Linked DNA regions of Anser cygnoides: region 2 is linked to region 1. Evidence: chromatin contacts called from public Hi-C data. All regions are on one chromosome and are shown on one strand. Each heading gives the region's core, a stretch centred on a gene start, on an enhancer-like site or on the middle of the called end of the contact. The rest is flanking DNA. Distances are from core to core; before and after follow the strand shown. Region 1 holds the start of ADAMTS1 (ADAM metallopeptidase with thrombospondin type 1 motif 1). Region 2 has its middle 190 kb from the start of N6AMT1.

Evidence for each region. Hi-C and Micro-C count contacts between places; a contact is called where the count stands out from the background.
Region 2: a contact with region 1 is called in a Hi-C map of granulosa cells, with 4 times the contacts expected there. The contact joins the enhancer-like site here to the promoter of ADAMTS1 in region 1. A contact is called at or near these places in 2 of 7 Hi-C or Micro-C datasets (granulosa cells and liver).

Annotation. Positions count from the first base shown.
Region 1 is chr1:110,864,936-110,871,426 of Taihu_goose_T2T_genome, forward strand. It overlaps ADAMTS1 (ADAM metallopeptidase with thrombospondin type 1 motif 1), which reads right to left and starts at 4,200. Exons shown (of 9, transcript XM_048050064.2): 1 at 3,028-4,200; 2 at 2,495-2,847; 3 at 1,919-2,051; 4 at 1,329-1,496; 5 at 745-1,031; 6 at 307-493; 7 at 29-204. The coding sequence starts at 3,601.
Region 2 is chr1:111,669,154-111,675,644 of Taihu_goose_T2T_genome, forward strand. No RefSeq gene overlaps it. Among named protein-coding and RNA genes, the nearest start is that of N6AMT1, 190 kb to the right of the region's middle. Within about 2 kb of position 2,943, at least 1 of the 3 cell types and tissues checked has open chromatin away from gene starts, as enhancers often do.

The DNA.
Region 1 (6,491 bases), core at 2,950-5,449:
AGGTAGATGAGGGTGAATTTTGAGATACCTTTGGCTGTAGAACGAAGAAATATCCCGTTCCTTTTGCTCGGCAGACCAGCTTGCATCTGTCCTTCGGAGAGACACCAGCAAACTTGGGTGTCCACTCCACTGCAGGTCCGCTTCCAAAGGGAGACTTGGAAAACTCATTATGCTTTTCACATTGTTCCTCTCTAAAGGTTTTGCCTGCAGGCAGAGGAAAGACAGGTGGACATGAGATCATCTTCTCTACATGGTCTTCCTCTACAAGATCCCCCTTTTCCACTGCAAAAATGGGGAAAAAATTACCATCATTATCCGGACAGTCCTCGATGTTACACGACCTGTATTGCACCCGCTTCCCTTCGCAGTATTTCCCCCCGTTCCTCGGGACAGGGTTGTCGCATTCCCTGAAGGAGTACTGCACTCCACCGCCGCAGGTCCGGGAGCACTCTCCCCATGCTCCCCAGGACCCCCAGCTCCCATGCACCGGGGTCTGTAATGACAAGGAGAACAAAAACGTTAATATAGTAAAAACAAAACCACAAAACCCACAGCCATGCTCATTTTTTACCTAAGCCACCTGTAAAACAAATAAAAAAACCCTCTAAGCCTGTTAATTAGCTGTCTGCCTCCATTTATTCAAGCCCTTAAAACTGTTTGATTGCTCTCACTGAAGCATTATCTGTGGTACTCTGCAACCCAGGATATATATATATATATATATATATATATAGTTATACTTACATCATAATGCTTCTTCTCAGTTTTATTCACACACTTGCCATTCATGCACCATTTCCCTTCTCCACAACTGGTGCCGTCCGCCCACGGGAAGTGTTTAGTTTGGCACACAAGCAGTCCTCCCGAAGTGCCGGTACACCACAACGTTGTGCACGTACTGGCTGCATCAGGGCAGTGCTTAGACTCATCTCCAAAAGTGAACTGGCACTGCCTGTTGGCATCGTACAACGTGCCAGGCAAGTCAGAAGGAAGCTGGATCGGTTTGTGGGGCTTGTCCAACAAACACTCCCCTGAAAAGGAAGAAAAAAGGAAAAAAAAAAAAAAAAGCAGCCTCTGTCAGTGAGTTCAGTTTCAGCAGGGAAAAATGTATTTGCATCTCTGGAACTGCATTTGCATTGTAGCATAAGTCTTCAAGCCAATTTGTGCCACCATTTTTGTAAAGTTAAGCACCTTCTAAAATCATTGGCAGCATGTAAAAGGTTAACACTATTCTTTAGCAGAAAGCACTCCATTAAAAGAAAAAAAAAGCAAAGCAGTAAAACACAAGAGCATAAACGCCACATGAATGGAAAGCTTAATAATCTTACCATGACCATTATCCAAAAATGTTGTAATCATGTAGGCACTACACGGAGACCAAGGCTGGCTGCGATCCAGATTGGAAAGCATAGATGCCATCATGTGGAAATCCCGGCTTACTCCATTAATACCAGCACACTGCTTTGCATCGTCATGAGGCATGTTAAACACGTGGCCTTTAAAAAAAAAAAAAAAAAGGAAAAAAGTTGGTGATTTTAGGAAGTCTGTCCTATGCATTACCAAGCCTATTGTATGTATAACTCTAGAGCCGCTCAAAGCCTGGTCTTTAAATGCTGAAAGAATATCCTGATCTGAACAGTACTAAGTTTTAAGCAGATTACAGCATATCCTCCCTCTCCTCACGGGCTTTTTTCCTGCAGCCACAGTCCAGCACACAACTCTTGCAGACTGGATTTGCTTTCCGCAGCTCAACCCCACTCCACAGCAAAGCTCTGCCTCCTCCTGACTGTGCCAGGGGAGCGCAGGGGCCCCGCACCCCGCAGGGCGAGCCGTCAGCGGGGCCAGGGAGCTCTGGGCTTTACGTCATCAAGCCGGCTTCAATTAATCAGCCGGAACCTCATTTCTAAGTTGCAAGTACCTAGCTCGTGGGCTGTTGTAAAGGCAGCCTGTAAGCCGTCGTCTTCGATGATAGAGCAACTGCGGTTTAGATCACAAACTGTTCCCACATCGGCCATCCCAAGAGTATCACATGTCTTGGCACCGCAGAGGTCCTGTAAAAAAAAAGGCAGTTTCATTATTAATCAGATCAGAGACTTAACCTTGGCAAGCAACATCCAACCCTGGCAGCTTGCCTTTACTTATGGAAAGAGCATAAATATTCAGCACTTCAATGGGTACGATGGCAAAAATCTGTCTTTGGAACATACACAAGGCTTACACGTAGAAGTAAAATGCCTAATTTCCATACTAGCCCTGCTGGAAATATAAGGCAGAAGCACGCTGCATATACTGTGAGTTTCACCTGGGACAGCATAAAGGGTAAAATAAATGGCTAAATAAAAAGGGGCTCATTCCAACTGCAGCTTGCTTTGCTGAACCTGTACTGCCACAGGACTGCCTCCGAACACTTTTTTGGGGGGACTCCCAGCAGAGAAAGCCTCTAGGGGAAGGGGGCAATGTGTGCAGGGGTCGGTTCAGCCTCCTTGTCCCTCACCTGCCTGGTGAAGAGGATTGCTGTGTCGTAGTGCTCCGCGTGCCGGTCACTTGGGGGGTTGTGCTGCTTTTGCCAGCTGCAGAAGTTTCGCAAAGTCAGGGCGGCGTTGGAAGAGATGTCGGGTCCCTTCCGCTCCTCGTAGATGACCATGATCTTCACCACCACCAGGCTGATGGAGTTGCGGATGCTGGGGTGCTTGTAGAGTTTGGCCGCCACGGAGAACAGCGTCAGGAGGTAGTGCTTCAGACCACTGCCGTGGAACTCGGCCATGGACTGGTCGGCCACCAGCATGGTCTCCACGTAGCGAGGGCTGGACACAAACCGCTTTTTCCTTTTGCTCCTCGTTTCTGCATCTGGGAAGTGAGCGAGACAGAGGCAAAGCACACGTGAGCGGCACAGGGGATGGCTGCACAACCCCACAACGGGGAACCCAGCACCCACCGGGGCTCATCACCCGACCTCGGGGCACCCTCAGCCGCGCTCCCCCCGAGGTGTGGCTGCGGCAGACCCCGTCCCGTCCCCCCGTCGGCTACCTGCGGGCCCCTCCGGCTCCGGCTCCGGCTCCTCCGCCCCCGGCTCGGCCACGGCGCAGCGGGCGGCAGCTGCTGCTGGATCTCCCCGTCGGGTCCCTCGACGGCGACGGAGGAGGTGGACGCCGAGGCGGTGCCCGACGCCGGGGGCCGGCTGGATGAGGTACTGGCGGCCCCGGAGCGAGAAGGCTCCGCGCATCCCCGCGCACAGGCTGAGGGCGGCGGCGGAGCCCGGGTCCCGGTTGACGGTGCCGGAGTAGAAGCAGCGGGAGAGGTCGTCCCCCGGCGGCGGAGAGGAGGGCGAGGAGGAGGGCGGCGGCCCCCCCAGGTACTGCAGGGTGAAGTCCGGGGCCAGGAAGCTGCTGTCGGGCTCCAGCTCCAGCGTCAGCCGCTCCCCGAAGGCGTCCAGGCGGAACCGCTCCCGGCCGCCGGCAGCGCCCAAGCGCCGTGGCCGCACCAGCGCCTGGCGGGCGGTGGCGGGGGGCTCGGCGCTGCACGGCCCCAGCGCCACCAGTACGGCCAGTAACGCCGGCACCGCCGGCACCAGCACCCCCAGCGGGCGCCCCCCGGTCCTCATCGCGGCCGCCGGGCTCGGGGCGGGGAAGGCTGGCTGCTGCTGCTGCTGGCCTGGCGGAGCCTTTCTGCCTCGGTCGTTAATTTGTAAAAGGCGGAGAGCGAGATTTGCTTATATATATATATATGGGTTTTTTTGTTTGTTTGGTTTTTGCGGGCGGTGGGGGCTTCTCTCCGCCGGCAGTCCCGCGATCACTGCAGAGGCGGCGGCGACTTCCCCATGGCAGCGGCGGGGAGGGAGCGAGGCAGGGTGTGCGAGGGGCAGCCCGGCCCCGCTCTCCGGCCGCCTCCCGGCCCCCTTCTCCTTCTCTCTCCTCCGCTCCGCGCCGCCGCTCCTCCTTCCCTGCCCTCCGAGCGGGAAGGAAGCTCCGGCGGGTCCCCTCCGGCAGCCCCGGGCCGGCCTCGGGTGCACTTCCACAGGGCGGGTGCTGGGGGACGAGCGCCGAGACACCCCCCCCTTCCTCGCGGAGAGGAGCGGGACGAGAAAGCAAAAATCAAAAAATTAAAATAAAACGAAACAGCGAGCGGGCCCCTCCGCCCCGGGCCCTCCGCTGCGATCCGGGCGGCTCCGCCGAGCGGGCTGAGTGCGGCGGCCGGGGCCGGCGGCGGCCGCCCTTTATGGGGTTCTGCCGGGCCGCCCCCACCCCGCCGGCGCCCGCCGCCCCCCGCCGCGCCGCCCCCCGCCCCGGCCCGCTGAGCTCACCGCCTGCGTAAGGCGGCGGCGGGCGGCCCCCGCCCCCGGCCCCCCCCCACCAGCCCCCGGCGGGGCGGGACGGGGCGCGGCGAGGCGAGGCGGGCGGGGACGGGGTCCCGGCCCCTTCCCCCGGCCCCTTCCCCCGGCCCCTCTGCCCCTTCCCTCGCCGCTCCCCGGCAGCCCCGGCCCCCGCCGGCTGCGGGGTGCCCCCTCCCAACGCGCCGCGGGTCGGGGGCGCGGCTTTTCCTATTATTCACCCCCCCCCTTCCCCTACACCCACACTTCACCCGCTCCCAGCCCTACTGGGCCGTGCACCTGTAGTTCTGGGAAATGGTTCCTTCTGTAAATCGCTTAAACAGAGGCACGCACGTAGGGGCAGCCAGGGTTTTTCCTTCGGGCCGCGGTGGTACAGCTAATCCACCGTGCGGCCGGAGCTGCGATGGGCACGGCTGCTTCCCCCTGCTGCGGAGGCCTTTTGGAGGCCGAGGGCAAAGAACTGGCGAGAAACAGTGTTAAATACAAACACAAGCGCTGCTGCTCCTATCGGTGACAATCCCCAAACTTCTACATTATAAAATAAAATGCTTCAGCGTCAGGTGACGCTGTGACTTAACACAAAGATAAAACAGGCTGATGACAGAACTAGCAAAATGCCTCATCCTGGTGACAGAAGTGAGCATTTCTATAGTTTAACATATCCACCATTCTCTTAGGAGCATCCCGTTCGTGCACCTAAATCTAAACCGGAGGGTTTTCTTCCTAACTTAATGTCAGAGAAACGTGGAGCCGTATTTCAGATTCAGCTGCACAGGCCGGTTATCTGTCAAGTTCAGATAACACATTTGTTTCCCTCAGCGCTGTGTAAATCCTACATTTTTAGAAACATACATCTTTTCAACTTGTGCAAAAAAATCACATGGATAGATGAACTGGATTTTCCAGTTACTTACTCCACAAAAGTGCTGTTGTCCCACACAGCGATGAGCAAAATCAAATGGGGGATTTTACTTGGGATACGGCAGCCAAAGCCTGTGCATTTTTAGCAGCGCCTTGGCTTTGAGAAACTGCAACTGCTGCCCATTAACAAGTTCGGGGCGGAAATATGCGTTCAGTTTCAACAGAGGCCTGATTTTTCTCTCAAGACTTGGAGATGAGTGCTGATCTCTACCCTTATCTTTGAGATCCGGCAACGTGCATCCAGCTGTGCCACACTTTTCCTAGGGCAGGCGACATGACAGAGGTGCGGCCCACTCATGCTGTTAGTTTTGTGTTGCACACAATAGCAGGTATACGTGTTTTGAAAGTTTGGGGAATCATGAGCTTAGCAGTCTAGAAATATGGCATATAAAACATAGAATTGAAAGGAAGGTCTTGTAACTTATTTTTGAGCTTTAGATTCAAAACTGTTATGCTTGCAAAGATACCCACTAAAAGTACGGCAACGTCCAGCCTGTCACTGTATGGATACAGAGCACACATCAGGAGGGACTAGAGCTGGGCCACTTCAGTGGCCACCAAGCCATCTGCAGCTTTGTGACAATGTTTTGCTGGTCCTTTTTGATTTAAAAGCTCCGATTTAAAATCTCCTGACCACCTTAAAACATTTTTTTTTTGAGTAAAGTCTTCCCTGTGTTCCACCAGGTGGCACTCGCTTATAAAAAATTTTCTTGAACAGTGCTTTACGGTTCATCTCCCAGGTTTCTAGCTATGCTCTGGAGGAAATGCTTACATTTCAGAACTCTTCTTAATCCTTCTGTGGTTAGGACAGTTGGTTTAAAGCTTTTTATATAATGTCCAAGAAAGTACTTTAGGAAAGTGGCAACCACTCAGCAATTGCCTTGTTCTGCTATTGCTGGATGTGCTGCTGTGAACAGGGCATGGAAACGATTTGCAGTAAGTGAACATGGGTGAAGGACCATTTACAACTACAAGCAAAAGGTTTGGCTCCTAACAGACATGTAATGATGCTACACAATGTGTGTAGTCTTGCGAGTGCTTAAATCTGCTTCTGCAAATAATTCGAGTGTCTTTAGCTGCATTATACAAGACTACGAAGCACATGTATGCGTATTTGCAATCCGTATCGTATCAAATCTGCAACCATATTATGTAGAAATGAAAATCCGTATTACAATTATGAGTTATTAAACGTACTGACGTTTTGCAGAATTTCACTTAATGAGATGAAAAACTTGAAAAG
Region 2 (6,491 bases), core at 1,693-4,192, 800 kb after region 1:
CCGTTAATTACAGAGTAATTTTACAGATACAGTAAAGCTCTTGCAACAGAAACCATTTTTAAGTGTTCCCTTTTAAAAGTTTTGTCAGTTTTGTTGCCAGTATCAAGGTTCACTAGGAAACCTCGGCTTTCCCAACAGAATTCCAGCTTCTTGCACGTACTTTTACACCTCAGACACAAGCCACTCTGCGACATTTAAAATTTCATCCATTCACTTCTTTTGGTGTCACAGATAATGAAAGAAGGGGAGATGAAACTATCAGGTTTCCCAATCTTCAAGCCTTCTGTTGCATCTTGCATCTCTCATGCTCTCTTTAACTTGTATCACCACAAAAAAAAAAAAAAGACCAAAAAATAAAAAATAAAAAAATAAACAGTAGCTATAATATTTTGCCTACAAGTCCTACTCAGTTGTTCACCACCCTGTTACATATTCAGTGGTTTGCTTTCCCTTCATCCATGGTCAGCATGTATAAACTACTGAAAACCAATCACTAGAAAAAAAAAAAAGAAGAAAAAAAAAAACATAAGCAATTTTCCCCAATCCACCATCACTCTTATTAGTACACTGACTTTCAGACACAACTCCAGGTATACCTCAGATGGACTGTGTAAATACTTTTGGATCAGCTTTCATTCAGGAGACTAGAAACTGCCACTTTATCATTTAGTAAACTCAGGTGATATTTTCATAAGCCTACATGCATATTTTGTGTGCTTATATGCAAGCTAAAGAAACTGGCAATATGCATTGTACAGACTTGTACTTTAGACGAAAAAAAAATGTACATAAGTGAAAGAAACTGTTTTTTCTTGATTGGCAAGGTATATGAACTGAAGTAGCCCTGGGTGTGAATGTTATTTTAACCAGTCATTTTCTTAATAACATTGTGTTGATAGAAAATACAGTCAAGCATCTCTAGTACTAATCGATACTTTTCAATTAGAAGACATCATTTTGAAACTTGCCATTGAAAGACTAAGACAAAAGAAATGTTGGTTGTACAACAAGAATCAATTCTCTGTAAGTTTCTATTTTTAATGGAGGTCAGGAAGGTCTCAGGCTTTAAAGGGATTGTTATATCAGGTCAAATGTTTTCTAACAAAACAGTTTCAGTATTTCACTTTATGAGGTTTTGTAGAATGTGTGTCTGCTTTCTGCTGAATGCTTATTCTTACCAAAAAATGAAAAATTTCCCCACCTAGTAAGTGTTATAAGATTGAACTACTTAAGTGAATCAGGCAAGATGTACAACAGGAAGAACACGTGGCATAGAAACTATACAGAGCTCAGCCCAGCTTTGCCCAGATGGAAGAAGGGGAGCACAGGTTATCTGAAAAGTAACTCCTAGGAGACATCAGAGCAGCCATGAAACATGTGGTCTGGCATATTTAAATTCAGTTTCTACTGAAAATAACCTATGTTGTTTCAATCAATTTCCAAATGGAAAGTTGGAATTTTGGGGGAGTTTCAACAAATGTCAAAATATTCCACAGTAAGAGAAAAAGGAAAACTGAAACAAAGTCATGTATGACCAATTGCAGTGCTGATCACTTGATGCTTTCAGAGATTAAACAGTTCCAGCAGATGAGACCTGCAAAAGAATTATATGCAAATTTACTTTATAAACCTATTATGATGACTGTAAATAATATTGATCAAGTTTTATTCAACACTAAACATAAAACAGTGACCTGGTGACCAACAGGATATCAATACTGCAGCCAGGCTACAGTTTTAATTCACTATTAACTTACACCAGATTTGTTTATAAAGACAGCATTCCAGTCACAGCCACAGGATTAAAGTTTGATTTTAACAACATGAACATGCATACAGAATAACTGCCTCTGTACTAGTCGCATAGTGGAAGACTGAGCTCTAGAACATATTTTGTGCCTAGGCCCTGATTTTACAGTCTTGTCATTAAAAAAACAACCTGCATTTATGTAGGATTTCCTATTTTATGTGTGCTTAAACTGTTGTTCACAGCTGGAGCCTACATTTGCATTTGTTCCTGCTGCAACAGGAGACAATAAAGTACTGAAAAAATTCCTACAGTTAAAATAGACTCATTAAAACAACAAAATAAAAGCTCCCAAGACTTTATTTGACCAGATTATCTTATATTTCAATCAAAGGAAGTTATCACTCCCTCCACATTTTTCTTCAGCAGAATATTCAGGGGAACCACAGTTCCTGTGGAAAACAGAAATAATCAAGCTCATAAGCCCATTTACTGTCTTAGTTTCCACACTTGTCTGCATCACCATCCCAGGCACACCTCCTAATGTTATTATAAGGGGAACTTTTGCTCTTTCCTGGACAGGCAGGATTTACCTTCCAACCTTTTGTCAGAGTTCATCCCTTCCAGAATATCTCATAAAAATATAATAGACACAGACAGCAACTTTCCCACTAACTTCTCTTTCAAGGCAAACATTCCCATGAAAATTCAATCCTCATCCATCTTTAGATTTTCATCTTCCACTGATTTCCTACCCTCCTGGCATCTTTCAGCTTCTTTTGAACTCTGCCTATTAGTTTAGGCAGATGTGCAGCTTCCCAGTGCCTAAGGCTGGGACTGGGATCCAAAAGAACCATATAACACCATTCTCCAGATAGAGAACCCCATCAGACCTGTTTTTTTTGTTGTTGTTTGTTGTTGTTGATGTTGTTGTTTGTTGGTGGTGGTGGTTTTTGGTTTGTGTTTTTTTTTTTTTTAGTATTTGCATCTCTAAAGGTTGTTCCTTAGCACAGGAGATACAGCTGAGAATCTAGCTGCATTACCACATTATCATGCAGTATCAGTCCTAACCCAAAGGCACTACGGACACCAGGGAGAAGAGGACAACTTAGTCAACACAGTTACTCAGTCTTTGGTCTCTCTACAGAGACTGCCAAGTTGCAATGATTGCTTTAGGCCCTGATCCAGAAAGGCCCTTAATTTTCTGTCAAACTTTAACCATATGAGTAATCTTATTAAAGCCATGAACTACACATGCTTAGAGCTAAATACTTGCTCAAGTGCTTTTCTGGATCAAGAACTCAGTGATGTGGATGCTTATCCATTAACGTGAACTGAGATAACCAAGTCTCTCTCTTTCAGTTGCGATAAAATCTCACAAGATTTAGATCCTTGCATTAGTAGGGGAAGGTTCACCCACCCCCTTTGCCAGAGCGCTGTTCCTCATCACTGCTATAAATCACAGGAAAGTGGTTTGTATCAAGGGCCTAATCCTGAAGACCCATAAAATATGAGCAGTGTTGTTATCAGCTGTCAGTTAACTCACATGGAGTGGTAAAGTACATGGCCAATTAGAAAATATAATGTATCTTCTGTTCCAGGCAACCCCTAAGTAAACACAATACTTTAATTATATGAATTTTTAGTCTAGCTAAGCTTTCATTACTGACTGTGTTCTGCTATTCAGATATTAGAAGTGCTGTTATTCTTGATATTTTCCACTAACTAAAATTTAATTGTTTAAGAAATGCAATACTGCCATCTAGCATCCATAAAATATGACAAAACTTTCCTTTTATCAAAACACCTCACATCTGCACAGGCTCAAATCAGTTTTACATGAGCTTTGGGGACTGCAGGTTATAATCAGGACCCAGAAATAGCCTGGACATCAGAAGGCTGCTTGCTTCCTCAGAAAGCAGTGGGAGAAATACACCCAGAGGCTAGATGAGTTTCACATTTTTGAAATCAATCATCTTCATGGCTGTTGTGCTATCTACAAAGGGGTCCTGGAGTCACCAAGCACTTTAGGAGATCAGCTAGCTCACTCAAACTTCAGGCAGGACAAACCACACAAGACCTCAACATCTCATTCAGAGAAGCATTTTAGCAGGGAAGATGAAAATGTTCACTGTCAATAGACATCTCCACGACCTTTACCTTTCCTTTCCCTCTCTACAGTACGGCTTAGGTCAGACCTGAACCAGACATAGGTATAGCAAAACAGCCATAATAACTGAAAGTGCCCAAGTGGTGGCAGCAATTTTGTTCTCTATCTTTCTACAGAAGTCTTCAAATTAATGCTGAACACACAAGCATTGTCAAAGTTGTTGTTTCTGGGTGAAATTCCTGAAGGCTTGCACTTGCGTTGGTATTTAAACAAACAAACAACAACAACAACAAAACAGCTAGCATGATCCTGTTTGCATAACTCACAGCTCCGGTGATCACCTCCTGTTACCATCGCTCCTGCTCAGACACAAGGCACAAGTCCACACACCCTGTGCCAGCTGCTCTCCTCAGTCAGCCTCATGGCCATGAGTAGCTGGGCCCCACAGGTGGGCCCAGCAGCCATTTTGTGGCCCTGACCTCTGGTGAAGCTGCAGTCTGATAACCATCAGATCAGTCCCATGCCTCTTGCTGTAACATAGATATTTGTTACATATATTTGTATGTATATATATATTTATATATGTACAAATATATATAGTATATATACTATATATATTTGTACATAGTTACATAGTATATATGCATAGTATATACATAGTGTGTACAGAGAGAGTATATAAAAATACACACTATATATGTACTGTACATATATATATAAGGTATATGTATATATAGTATGTATATAAATATATGTGTGTGTGTGTACATCTTTATATATACACACTGTGCCCAAAAATACCAGCTAGGACACCTAAAGCAAACCTTATGTGCGTTCAGCAGCAGATGCAGAGGTAAAGTGTACTGCAATTTTCCCAGCCCCCAGGTTTCATAGAATCATCAAATCATAGAACATCCTGAGCTGGAAGGGACCCACAAAGACCATCAGGTCCAGCTCCTGGCTCCACAGAGGACCATCCAAAAATCAAAGCATATGTCTGAGAGCATTGTCTACATGTTTTCTGATCTCCAGCAGTCTTTGTGCCATGAGCACTGTCCTGGGGAGTCTGTTCTACTCCCCAGCCACCCCAGGTTTCCATCCTGGGAAACATCTCACACTGGTGAGCATCCCTGGGCCTAGCATGACAACTAGGACACCACTTCAAAAGGCAGGCTGTTCCCAGCGCTGTGTTCTCTGCTTGTTGTGTTCTGCCAATCGTGGCTGCTTAAACACTTTCCAAGGATGTTCACCTCCCCATGCAGCCTTCACAGAAACAGCAGCAAAGACAACTGGCAGCATACACTAGGAAGTGCTCATGTCTGCTGGTCTAGGCAGATATTATGCCTCTGTAAAATGGAGCTATGTGAAAAAAATCTTACTTTTTCATTCATTTATCAATGACCTTTCCCCTGTTTAGGGACCCATCACCACAAAAATTTTGTCTCACTTGCAAAACAACTGAACACATTCAGATAGCTGTACACATAATCTTGCATATAAAGAAAGAGATGGAGAGATACGGAGAAGGGGAAAAACGCAAGTGTTAAGCTGCCAAGTGTCTGAATCCTCCATTTCCCTTAAAGGGTGATTTCTTACTCAGAATTATAGTGGCCTACAGAGCAAGTATTATTCCCCCTGGACCACAAAGCTGAAAGTTGAAATCCCGTATATACTATCTCAGAGAGGCTGTCAGATTTGAGGTAGACAACAATGTTGTTTGTATACACAAAACATTCAACAGAGTCTTTTCAGCATTTTCTAAAGACTATTCACTGGATTCATACTACTAAGACATCTGGCTTTGCAATTTCATTTCATTTTACCTAACTTTAGATGTATATAAGATAGTATTTATGTCTGAGCTACCTGTCTAGACTCTATTTATACTTAGTGGAGAAAAATAAGCATCATTTCAGATGTCTACATAAGGGTGAGATGAATCGTGACCTAGAGGTACCTATCCATCTCTTGACAGCTATAAAGGGAGTCTGAGAAACTAGCTCAGGCATGGACTTCTGCAACATTGATGTCTAGATGAGGGTAAGATTAATCCTGTCTTTTGATTTTTAAATCCAGGGAGACTGAGCTCAGTTAGTTAGCCATCTCTTGTTAAACATTGGTCAGAAACATTCAGCAAATTATGCCCATTTTAAGCTTAATATCTTGTATTTGCCTTTACCTACAAGGTATGCATCCAAATCCATCCTTGATTCAAAGACTGATACCAATGGAAAAGTCCATTTTGCTGATAAGTTTGTTCAAGTGGTTTGTCACCATTGCTGAATTATGTACAGAAAGAATATCACTTTGGATTTTACTTTTGCTTTGTTTTTTGTTTCTAGCAAAGATATGGGATAGTGAAAAATCACATTAAAATGTAGACAGTGCATAGTACTTAAGGTAAGCATTTAATTAACATTTCATTAACGAATTTCCTACAGAATTACTCTAAGTCTTCATTAGAAGAAAATGAGGTGTAAGTCTATCCCAAACTAAGGTCAAAGACGGTTTTGTACTGTAGAACCATTCTCTCCGTTTGAGAATGCTTTCTCGATAAACTACATTTAACATATGTATCAATTTCTTGTCCATGTAGAAAGATTCAGTTCACCCGTTTGCTCTAAAACTCTTAAA